Regions from separate parts of the Mus musculus genome. Here region 2 is linked to region 1. Evidence: chromatin contacts called from public Hi-C data. All regions are on one chromosome and are shown on one strand. Each heading gives the region's core, a stretch centred on a gene start, on an enhancer-like site or on the middle of the called end of the contact. The rest is flanking DNA. Distances are from core to core; before and after follow the strand shown. Region 1 overlaps Plcb4 (phospholipase C, beta 4). Region 2 overlaps Plcb4 (phospholipase C, beta 4).

Region 1 (5,138 bases), core at 245-2,744:
TTGAGGGCAAAGTCCTCATGAGCATCTCTGTACTTCTTTCTACATGACTCTGTTTTTATTTCCCTTGTTTAAATATCTAAGATCGGAATGACTGGGTCTTGGATTCAGATGCATGAAAACCTACCAAGTTGGGCTTCAAAACAGTTGGATTGTTTTTCATTTCCTCCTCCATTCTCTGAGTATTTCCACTGGGACATTTTTACATATTATGAGTTTAGACAATATACAATAGATTTGTTTATGCTTTCAATGCATATATTTATGTTATATGCATGTATAAGGATACACAGAAAGGGATGGATGTGGGCATTGTTTAGTATATCATGCAAAGAGGAATCAGTTGTACTGTTTTGCACATCATATAAAATTCCAATCTATGAGCATATGCATAAATATCTTAATTAAGTACAAATGACACTCGAGTTTCCCCTTAATATTCATCTACTTTAGTCTCTTACTAGCCATTACTGATAATCTAGTAGTAAACTTCTAAGGAAAATAATGGAAATTGTAACATGCAGAAATTGTTATTAAAATACTTTTCTCTCCAATAATGAAAATAGGACCGTGATGCATTTTGAAAAAGCCTGTAAGCCCCGGTTCCACAGCATGCAAAGTTTAAGAACCTCTGAGATGAGTAGGGAGGGCAGTGGGTGGCAGATGAGGGCCACTGTGTGGATTAGTTACTGTTCTCCTTGCTAAGATCACATACCTGACCCAAGGCACCTTAGGGGAGGAAGCGTTTATTTTGGCTCACAGTGGAGAGGATACAGCTCTCCATGTCAGGGAGGGAGGGAGGGTATAGTGCCTGGTTACATTGCATCCACGGTCAAGAAGGAGAGAAAGGACAGCAGATGGGGCCTGGCTAAAAAAACCTTTTGGTACATACTAGTGACCTTCTTCGTCCTCGTGGATCCTACCTCAAGCCAAACCACAGCTGGGGAACAAGTGTTCACACTCCCCACCCCAAGACTATGGGTGACATTTCACATTCAAACTGAAATATCAAGGGAAAGCAGTCATATGACGTTACGGTTCAAAGAGCATTGCCAGAAACCCAGGGACTAAATAAGGAAGCCAATTAGAATGGATCTAGTGGGTATATGACCCCCATGGAGATTTCCTTATATACCATTGTGACACTGAGATGAAGAGGAAACATTTCAGGGAGATGGGAAAGCAGCATGCTGTAGAAGAGAGTGACTAATCCTGTCTCTGGGGTGTGAATGGAAAACCGGGGAAAGGTTTAGGGGAAAAAATGGTAGGGAACAGGAAAGCTGAGTAACACAGTCTAAATCCAACCACATGAAATGCTCTCTCTGCCCAACAGTGTTCCTGGACCCTGGCAATGAAACATATGGCTAGGTGATTGGTTTTACAGCCTTTATCTTAAAGGTGTGATGACTGCTTCAGAAATCGCTGCTGATTGGTGTCATATGACAAGCAGAGTCTCTGCGACCAGCCTGAGCCGGGGTCAGAGTGTTGGTATAAATTTCAATGACTCATCTCTTGGGTCTAAAATAGCAGCAGTCTGAGGGGCAGAGTGTATTCAAGGAAGGAAGTCTTTTTGACACATGTGCCCCGCTGAAAGCAAACTTAGAACCAGTATGTATAATTGAGTATCTCAAGCTGGTGTGGGGAAGGGGGCACCAATGGATATGAGAGGGAAGTGGGAGGTGAGCTAGCTTTACAGCATGGAAGGCATTGAGACAAGAGGAGAAATTTTGATTTTATTTTACAGGCTTTCAAAATGGCTTTAGGCATACCCTTGGGCACAGTCAAATAAATATACTGTAATAGGAACAGAGAAGGGCTGAGACTGTTCATGGCTCCACTCTCCTGTTCTTTTACTTCTGTATGTAATTAAGTTTCCTGAAGGTCCACTTGCCCTTTTCCTGTTTGAGACCTGAAAGGTATCCCTCTCGTTTTTACAAAATTGTCCATCCAATTAGGACCAACATTGTGCTATCTTGTCAAAACATTTTATGTCCCAAATGAAAGGATAGTGTGCTCTTGAAAATGTTGAAGACACATTTGACTTGAGATTGCCACCTATGAGCATGAAACCCAAGGCTCAGAGTATCATTGTATATTTCATCACTAGCTAGAGGTGGGAGTAACTAGGATGGATTCTGGTTTGGTCACCAGAGAGATTATGGGACCATTTAATGAGGTGAGTATCAGGGGTATGAAGAGGTCATCTCCCAAAGGCACTCCGTCCTGATTCCTTGAATTTGCATTATGTCATTCTAAAAGAGAAAGGACTTTACAGGAACACTTAGCCTTCCTAATGTGGCAACTCTTTAATGCAGTTCATGGTATGGTGACCCAAACTACAACATTATTTTCATTACTATTTCATAACTTTAATTTTTCTACTATTAGGAATCACAACGTGAATGTCTGCATTTTTTCGATGGTCTTAGGTAACCCCTGTGAAAGGGTCATTCGGTCCCTTAAAGCAGTGATGACCCACAGATTAAGAACCACTGGCTTAAGGTCAAAAATGTGGAGATGGTGCTGCGCTGAATAGTATGAGAGATGTGCCCCTTATGAGATTTTAAACATAAATATCCTTAGCTGATTATTTCAAGAGAGACAGAGAGAAGGAGTGTCGGAGGAAAAAAAAAAGCCCCATCGCTGCTGCTTTGAAGAGAAAGAACGCAGGGCAGTGAGCTAAGGGGCAAGAGAAGGCTCTAGAAACGGAGTGACAAGGTGACAGATGACCTTTAAACCCCAGAGAAAGGAAGGAAGCTCTCTTTGGCACCTTGTGTGTGTTTTTTTTGTTAGAGCAGCCCTAGCAAACTAATTCAGCAGGTTTGTACAGCTTCCTTTTTCCTTCTAAAGTACCAGGGGTCAAACTTGGGCCGTGTTTATTGCTGGACACAAGCCTGATGACCATCTCAGGTGTATCCAGATATTTCAGTGAGGGAAGGGATGTGTTAGGTGGCATTCCTGATACTGTTAGATGAACCAAGGGTTAGCGTCTGCTTGAGGACAGTCTCCTCAAGTAAATGCCCACTTTAGTGGATAACAGAAAACTGCTCTGAAGGAACATTTCATATATATATATATATATATATATATATATATATATATGGTTCCTTTCAGCATGAAACTTCTTAGATAAAATGAAACCAACTTAACAGTCAACTTCCCAATTCATACAGTTCTCTCAGGAGAGTTGGGAAAATGAAGACAGTCATATTCAAGAGTCATTAGTAAACAAAGACATGTGTTACTCACTGTGAAGTTCAGGTGTGTGTTGTGCTTCAACTGCTTTGTTGGAGAATCCAACATCTTAAATATGAGACAGAAATGAGCATATGCCTTGGAATCTCCATGCTGAAATGTTCCATCTGCATTAATAAAAGTGAAATAGAAGGTTCTGGACAGAGCCATGATTCTCAAAACAATCATATAATCTAAATATTCATCATCATAAAAACCTCTGTCTTATTTTCATAGTGGTTGATTACATAAACTGATGTTCACTGCTGTCAAAGGCATTTTTTTTACATGAGCACTAGTAACTTGCTCAGAGATTTAAATCTCACAAGCAGAATTAGCCTCATGATGAAGAAAGGTTTCCATTGTAATACTGTGATGTTCTTTGAATTTGGAACACGAGGAATCTTCTAAGAAGTAGCTACAGGCGATTACTGTCCACAGAATAAATGTCCACAGAAGTCAGTTCTTTAGGGTGACCTCTTGCCTAGAGCACCAAGCAAAACTCCTCTTTTGCATGGGAGAAATGTGTGCTTTTTCAATATGGTTGCTTTCTCTACTACAAATGTGGGCACCGTAGAGCCCTCTGAAGAGGAGACTACATTTAGTGTTGCCACATGGACCATGAGGATTGGTTCAGTGCTGTCGGCTCATCCTGTGGTGGCAGATCACATTGATGTTCGTTCTCCCTTCCAAGGACTCGAGGTACAAATTTGGCAGGAAAAACTGTCTACAGCTGTCCTAAGAATTATCCCATTAAAAGAGAGTTTGGAATGTGATTCTGTGTGGATCATCTGCTGCTAAAATCTTGTTCCAACAGCATCAAGTCCTTGGGCAATAATTGAACAAATATCCTTGAACTTGTCATGGACATACCCACTTGCCAAACACTGTGGTGAGACTTGTGGAGATCACAAGATGACTGTGACACTTTAGCCACATGGCCCATATGTTACATCCAAATCTGTTGTGGGAGCACTCCTTTGAAAATTATGACCTTGACTATGTTTTGGATAGTTGACCAAGGTGAGGCCTCCAGAGTTGACTAAACAGTTGCCTTTTGTAGAGGGCCTCCAGTGATCCAGGAGCAAATAGCATCCTGGATCACTGCACTAGTCATTTTAAGACATTGGTGCTTATCTGAGTCATCCCTGCAGTCAGACTGTAGATGCCATGACCTGTCTGACATGAGAAACTCAGGTGTCAAGCATCATTTTTTTTTCTTGCCATCTTGATCACTGTTCAATGTGTATCACAGAGTAGTTCTTGAAGATGTTGCTAATTCAAATGATTTCCCTCTTACCCCCTGCCATGCCTTCAGATCTTTCTGAAGACTTAGGACTGTGGTAACAAAATCCTGTGGAGTGTATGTGTAAAGGACCCGTGCTTGTCTTCACAGCTCTAGAGATCAGGGTTCCTACAGGTCAGGTGTTGAATTTGGGTCCTCTTCCTGGTTTGCAGAGTTGTCTTCTTGTTGACTCGCCACATAGCAACAGAGTTAGAATGAGGAAGGATGGAGGTGGGGTGGGGTGGGGTGGGGGAAGACTTGCTCATTTTCCTTTTCTTTTTAATAGGGGCATTAGCTCTGCAGTGACACTTATGTTCCCATGACTCCCAAAAGTCCTACTGTCAAGTTCAAATTCGGAACTTGGGCTTCACCCTATGATTTTGGGATGCCACAGTCCATCTTACTGTCAGTAGAGCAGGATAAGAGAAATCACTTTCCTGTATTATCTTAGACTAATACTTACATGTTGTCCTAAGGACTCCTTCATCCTTTTCCTTTTGATAAAGTTAACAAGTCAGTGTTAGTGGGTTTGAGAAATGTAGGGCTTGGGATGACTTCCTGAAATGATTTGGGATACAGAAAGACAGAACTGAGTTGTAGAATCTAACAGAATAGTACTGGG
Region 2 (4,531 bases), core at 354-2,853, 90 kb after region 1:
AGAGGACCCAGGTTCAGTTCCCAGAACCCACGATATTCACAACCATCCATAACTCCAGTTCCAGGGGACACGGTGAACATACATATAAAAGCAACACACACACAACACAAAAAAATTAAATGAACTTAAGATGTTTTTATATAGGGAGAAGAAAACCAACAAAGAAAAACACATGACAATACTTTCACACACTGCCAGACAACAGGCTTCAATCCCCCAGTCATATTGGACATACTCTACATTTATCCTAGAATTCATGACTTACAAAACTTAAGTTGGCAAACCCAGGCTCATGGGCTCACATACAACACACAGCTGTGCCCAAGTCATCATTCAGCTGGCCCACGAGGGTCGCAGGAAACAGGAAGGGTTATGAAGAAAAGCAAAGGTATTTTTGGCACTTGTGCAAGACTTTATCTCAAGAACACGAGCTCATTGTGCTATCTACTAAAACCTTAAGCTATGTTTGATCTCATTCCTTTGTGAAGGGAATGGACTGTTTTGATAAGCTCCTCACAGTTGTAGGGTATTTTTTTAAGTTATTCTTTTAGAACTAATAGGCAGTGAAGCTGTTTTCCTGACTTGACTTTTATGAGCCCCAGTTTTATCTCTCATCGCTTATCTGATGTGAAATGGTTGCAATATCTGAAGAAAACTTAGTTGAGTCATACAGAAATCTTAATAACTTCAGGCTCTTGGGGTATCTCTGTATGCTAACTTAGATTTTAATATTATAGAAATGCAACAGTGACCTTTACATAAAGCCTTCACAAAATTACTTTGTGATATAAGCTACCAGAGACATGGGGACTTTCTTGAGGTGACAGTACACAGTATTGATCTGCATTTTGTGGTTTATGTTATACCTATCTTTCCTTTATGCTAAACAGCACTAATTTTCATATTTTTGAGCTGGGGGAAAGGCAAGTGTTTTTTTTTTTTTTTTTTAAGTTGTATTTTCCTTGTGGGCCAGCTCATTTGACTGTGGTTAAAGAGACTATTGTCTTGGTTCTGACAGGCTTCACGCTTTAGAAATGAGTTGACAAGATAGGAAACTCCATTAGTTTGTTTTAGCTTTTTAATTTTAAGACATTTTGGGCACAGGGGCCTGAAGCAGCTGCATGTGAAGGTTTGTGACAAGTATTAATTCAGGATATTGTATTCAGTTTAGAAAACAAAATGATTACTATTTGGCACACAAGCTGTGACTTCCCAAAATTGATGTTGGCTAGAATCCTGAAATCAAGAGTTCCTTTGTCTTCCAGATATTGGCACAGAGATGGCTAAAAATGTCCAAAGCCTGCAGCTAGTAGCTTTAACTTCTCACTATATTTCCCATCATTTCTAGTTTAGGGTAGAACAAGGCTTAGGAGGTATAGTCATAGTTTGTCAAGTGTCTTCTGTGCTCTTCCTCATGGCTTGAATGTTTCAGGTCCCTTTCAATCCAAAATGATTTAACCCCAAAAGATACGTCAAGACTATCTACAGATGGAAAAACGGGGCAGCATTCCGTAACAGCCAGCCATTCTGCAGCTAACTACTCACCCTGAGCTCTCACCAAAACTCTTTCCAGAATAAACATCAGGACATGGTTCACTGCATATCTGTGGTGAAGGAATGGTTAGACTTTGATTCACAGGAATTTGTAAAGAGCCTGGAGTGTCATAGTGGCTTGTACCAACCCAGTGTTATTTTCTGAAGGACAACAGAGGAACAGATAAATCATGTCACTCGTCCAGCAGAGAAGCCTTTGGTCACCTGTAAGAAGGAAAGTGACCTTCTGCGTCCTTAAGTGGATTGTAGTATCTACTCTATGAAACTGCTCACTTCATTGTGAAATAATTCTTAGTTTCCTGATAATTTATAGTCTGTATTCCTGGCTAGGCATATAACCTATATGATAGAGTACTTACCATATGCAAGACAATAGGTTTCAGCCCTGGCACTGAAAAGTAAAAATAAACAAAATAATAGATGAATAAATGCAATTAATTATGTGCTCCTGAGATCATTGGTTTTTATCTGTGATTCTTACTCTTGACTGAAAACAAAATGACCATATTGTTCCCTCCTCGAAGTTCTTAAAGAAGTCCCCTGACTGGGCCTGAGAAGTCAGGCTAGTGGTGTGATAAGCTTCTCCTTTCTTCCATTGCCTCGGGTTTTCAGCTTCAGATCTTGCTCCATTACTGGGAGAGCTCATTTGGACTCTGCTGTCATATAGTCTTACCTTGTGTGACATAAATGGTCCATTGTCATCAGACCACTCTTCTGTTGACAGGCTTCTGAAGATTGTAGCACACACGGTCACAGAATATTTAAATGATGGCATCTGGTGGTTGGCTGAGATTGTCATACCCTTTGATCAAGCACTTCTGAAAACTGATTAAGATTTAAGCAACCACCTCTTCACCATTAGCTCATTAAAGTTGAAGTTCACCCACAGCTTACCTGTTTATCATAGGAAAAGGCCAAGTTCCTTTGCTTTTTGTTATTTTAACAAGCACCTGAAATAATTAGGTAATAAAAAGAAAAGGTTTGGGCTCATAATTTTTTGTAGGCTGTTTCCTGACCAGTCAGCTATGTCACCTTGAGATTTTGTTAGTATATAATTAGATGACAGGAGAGAACCACTCAACTATTGACTTGGAATGAAAGAGGGAAAGAAGAAGAGGTTGGGTACCAGTGGCCTCTTCAAGAGAATGCCCCCAATAACTTGAAGACCTCACACCAGGGTATGCCTCTTGAAGACCATACCACTAGCCGGAAGTTGATGGGTCAAGGACCAAGCCTTTAGCCCATGTCCTTAGGAACAACACATTAATCTAAAACAGAGCAGCATCCATGAGGATCTTGGCATTGCTTGCTGTTAGTAGATGTTAACAATTGTAAGTACTCTTTCAAGATGTTAGCAGTTGTATATATTCTTCCAAAAAGCCTTTTCTTAGTAGTGAGCTCAGCTCCGGCATGTTTGGATACTTGACCTCCCAGAAGAAGGCTGGTGAAGATGGCTCAAGAAGCAGCTGAATAGAAGGGGTTGAAGTTCTAAAAGGGGGTCAAGAATGGTGATGGCACTTGATCTCCACGGAAGGAAGAAAAGATGAAGGGCAGGACCTGGGGCAGCACTTCCTGCAGAACTAGGATCTGTGGGATAGAATGGAAGGTGAGAGTTAGATTCTGGAAGCTTAAGGAAAATTATAGCCAAGATAATTATAGAGTTTGAAGGCTCAAGGCTGAGATGCCTTCTGAACAGAATATTTGAGGTAGGTCCCGTGTTTTAAGACAGTTAGGAAATGACAGTCTCAAATGCAACCCTTGAAACAAATTTGGCTATAAGGAGATGCAGCATTCCTGGTCAAAAATATATATTAATTACAAGCCTTCTTTTGAAAACTTTAGTATCACAAACATTAAATGGCAGTTGATATATTACCCACAAGACCTGATTTATTCATGTATGGTCGAATTGGATGTCATTCCTTTAGTCTTGGAAAGAGAACAATTGAAATTAAAACACGTGTAATGCCTGAATCCTGTTGTGCTTCTCCAGCATTAAGTGTAGACAACTATATTAATTTTATTACAACAGAATTCCACTACAGATAGTCCCCAGTAAATGTTTCTTTATAATATTTAGAAAATTCTAAAAGGAAGGCATTAAAAATGAGTCTCACAAATGAACAGTTATTTTATAAGTACATTTAAAATAAAAGAAACTGCCTTTTCCCATGGATCATGTAAAATATTTTCTGTTGTCTGTTTTTGATTTGGAAGTTGAAAGAATCTATCCTCAGGTAGGAAACCAGCGGGTATGGTCATCCAGACTTACCCTTCAGTGACAGTCTTTAGTTGAGCTACATGTTATTAAACAGCTTAAAAATGACCGCAGGGATCAGTCACCTTTGCTCGTGCCTTTCGAAGGCCATTCCTTCCCAGTGCTTTATTATATTTAGGAAGATTGCTATTGAGAATGGAGGCTGCAGTTAAAGAAGCCACCCCAGGTTTGAATTCCAGTTCTAAGGGACATGGAATTTTCTGAGGTTTATTTTCCACCGTTTGTGACTGGAATGGAGCTGGTGAGAAATCTTAGTAAGATAAAGCTTTCTGTCTGCATTCAGTGTGCGCATTAGGGAGAGCTTCAAGCGTAGTGGACAGGGTGAGCGGTGGTTACAGTCTCAGCACTCAGGAGGAGCCCAGTGCTGTTTGAGCCCCTCCTCTCTTTGGACCTGCAGGAAGCGAGCTTGTCTTGCACACTGCATCTCCATCCTCCTTGCCTGCAGCCGAGTGGCATTTTAACATCTGTTGGTTTAGACTCTTCCCCCCGACCCCCGAAGAAACAAAGTAATTGATCACAGATGACACAAAGACCAAAGCGGTTTCCAGGAACATTGCTTATTAGTACAGACACTTGAGGAAACCAGGCCCATGTCTTACAGGGGGCAGCGAACTTAGTTAAAGAAACCCCTATTTCTGCTCTCTTTTCCCAGGCTGGCTTGAATTAAATGTCAGAGACATTTACTAAAATAGTATAGGC

The links. A called contact is a pair of places that touch in the nucleus more often than the background predicts.
Region 2: a Hi-C map of the C2C12 cell line shows a contact between it and region 1, with 1.9 times the contacts expected there. The contact joins two enhancer-like sites. A contact is called at or near these places in 1 of 15 datasets of contacts at CTCF or cohesin (the NIH/3T3 cell line), 8 of 484 Hi-C or Micro-C datasets (the 3T3-L1 cell line, the C2C12 cell line, adipose-derived mesenchymal stem cells and 5 more), 1 of 115 datasets of contacts at active chromatin or transcription factors (bone marrow-derived macrophages) and 1 of 9 other capture datasets (adipose tissue).

What each region holds. Positions count from the first base shown.
Region 1 is chr2:135,772,372-135,777,509 of GRCm38.p6, forward strand. The region is part of intron 2 of Plcb4 (phospholipase C, beta 4); the gene reads left to right. Among named protein-coding and RNA genes, the nearest start is that of Gm14210, 38 kb to the right of the region's middle. Within about 2 kb of position 1,495, at least 52 of the 459 cell types and tissues checked have an H3K27ac peak or open chromatin away from gene starts, as enhancers often do. A contact at or near this core is called in the C2C12 cell line, the NIH/3T3 cell line and adipose-derived mesenchymal stem cells, where this site is marked.
Region 2 is chr2:135,862,333-135,866,863 of GRCm38.p6, forward strand. All of the region lies in intron 3 of Plcb4 (phospholipase C, beta 4), which reads left to right. Among named protein-coding and RNA genes, the nearest start is that of Gm14210, 52 kb to the left of the region's middle. Within about 2 kb of position 1,604, at least 45 of the 459 cell types and tissues checked have an H3K27ac peak or open chromatin away from gene starts, as enhancers often do. A contact at or near this core is called in the C2C12 cell line, the NIH/3T3 cell line and adipose-derived mesenchymal stem cells, where this site is marked.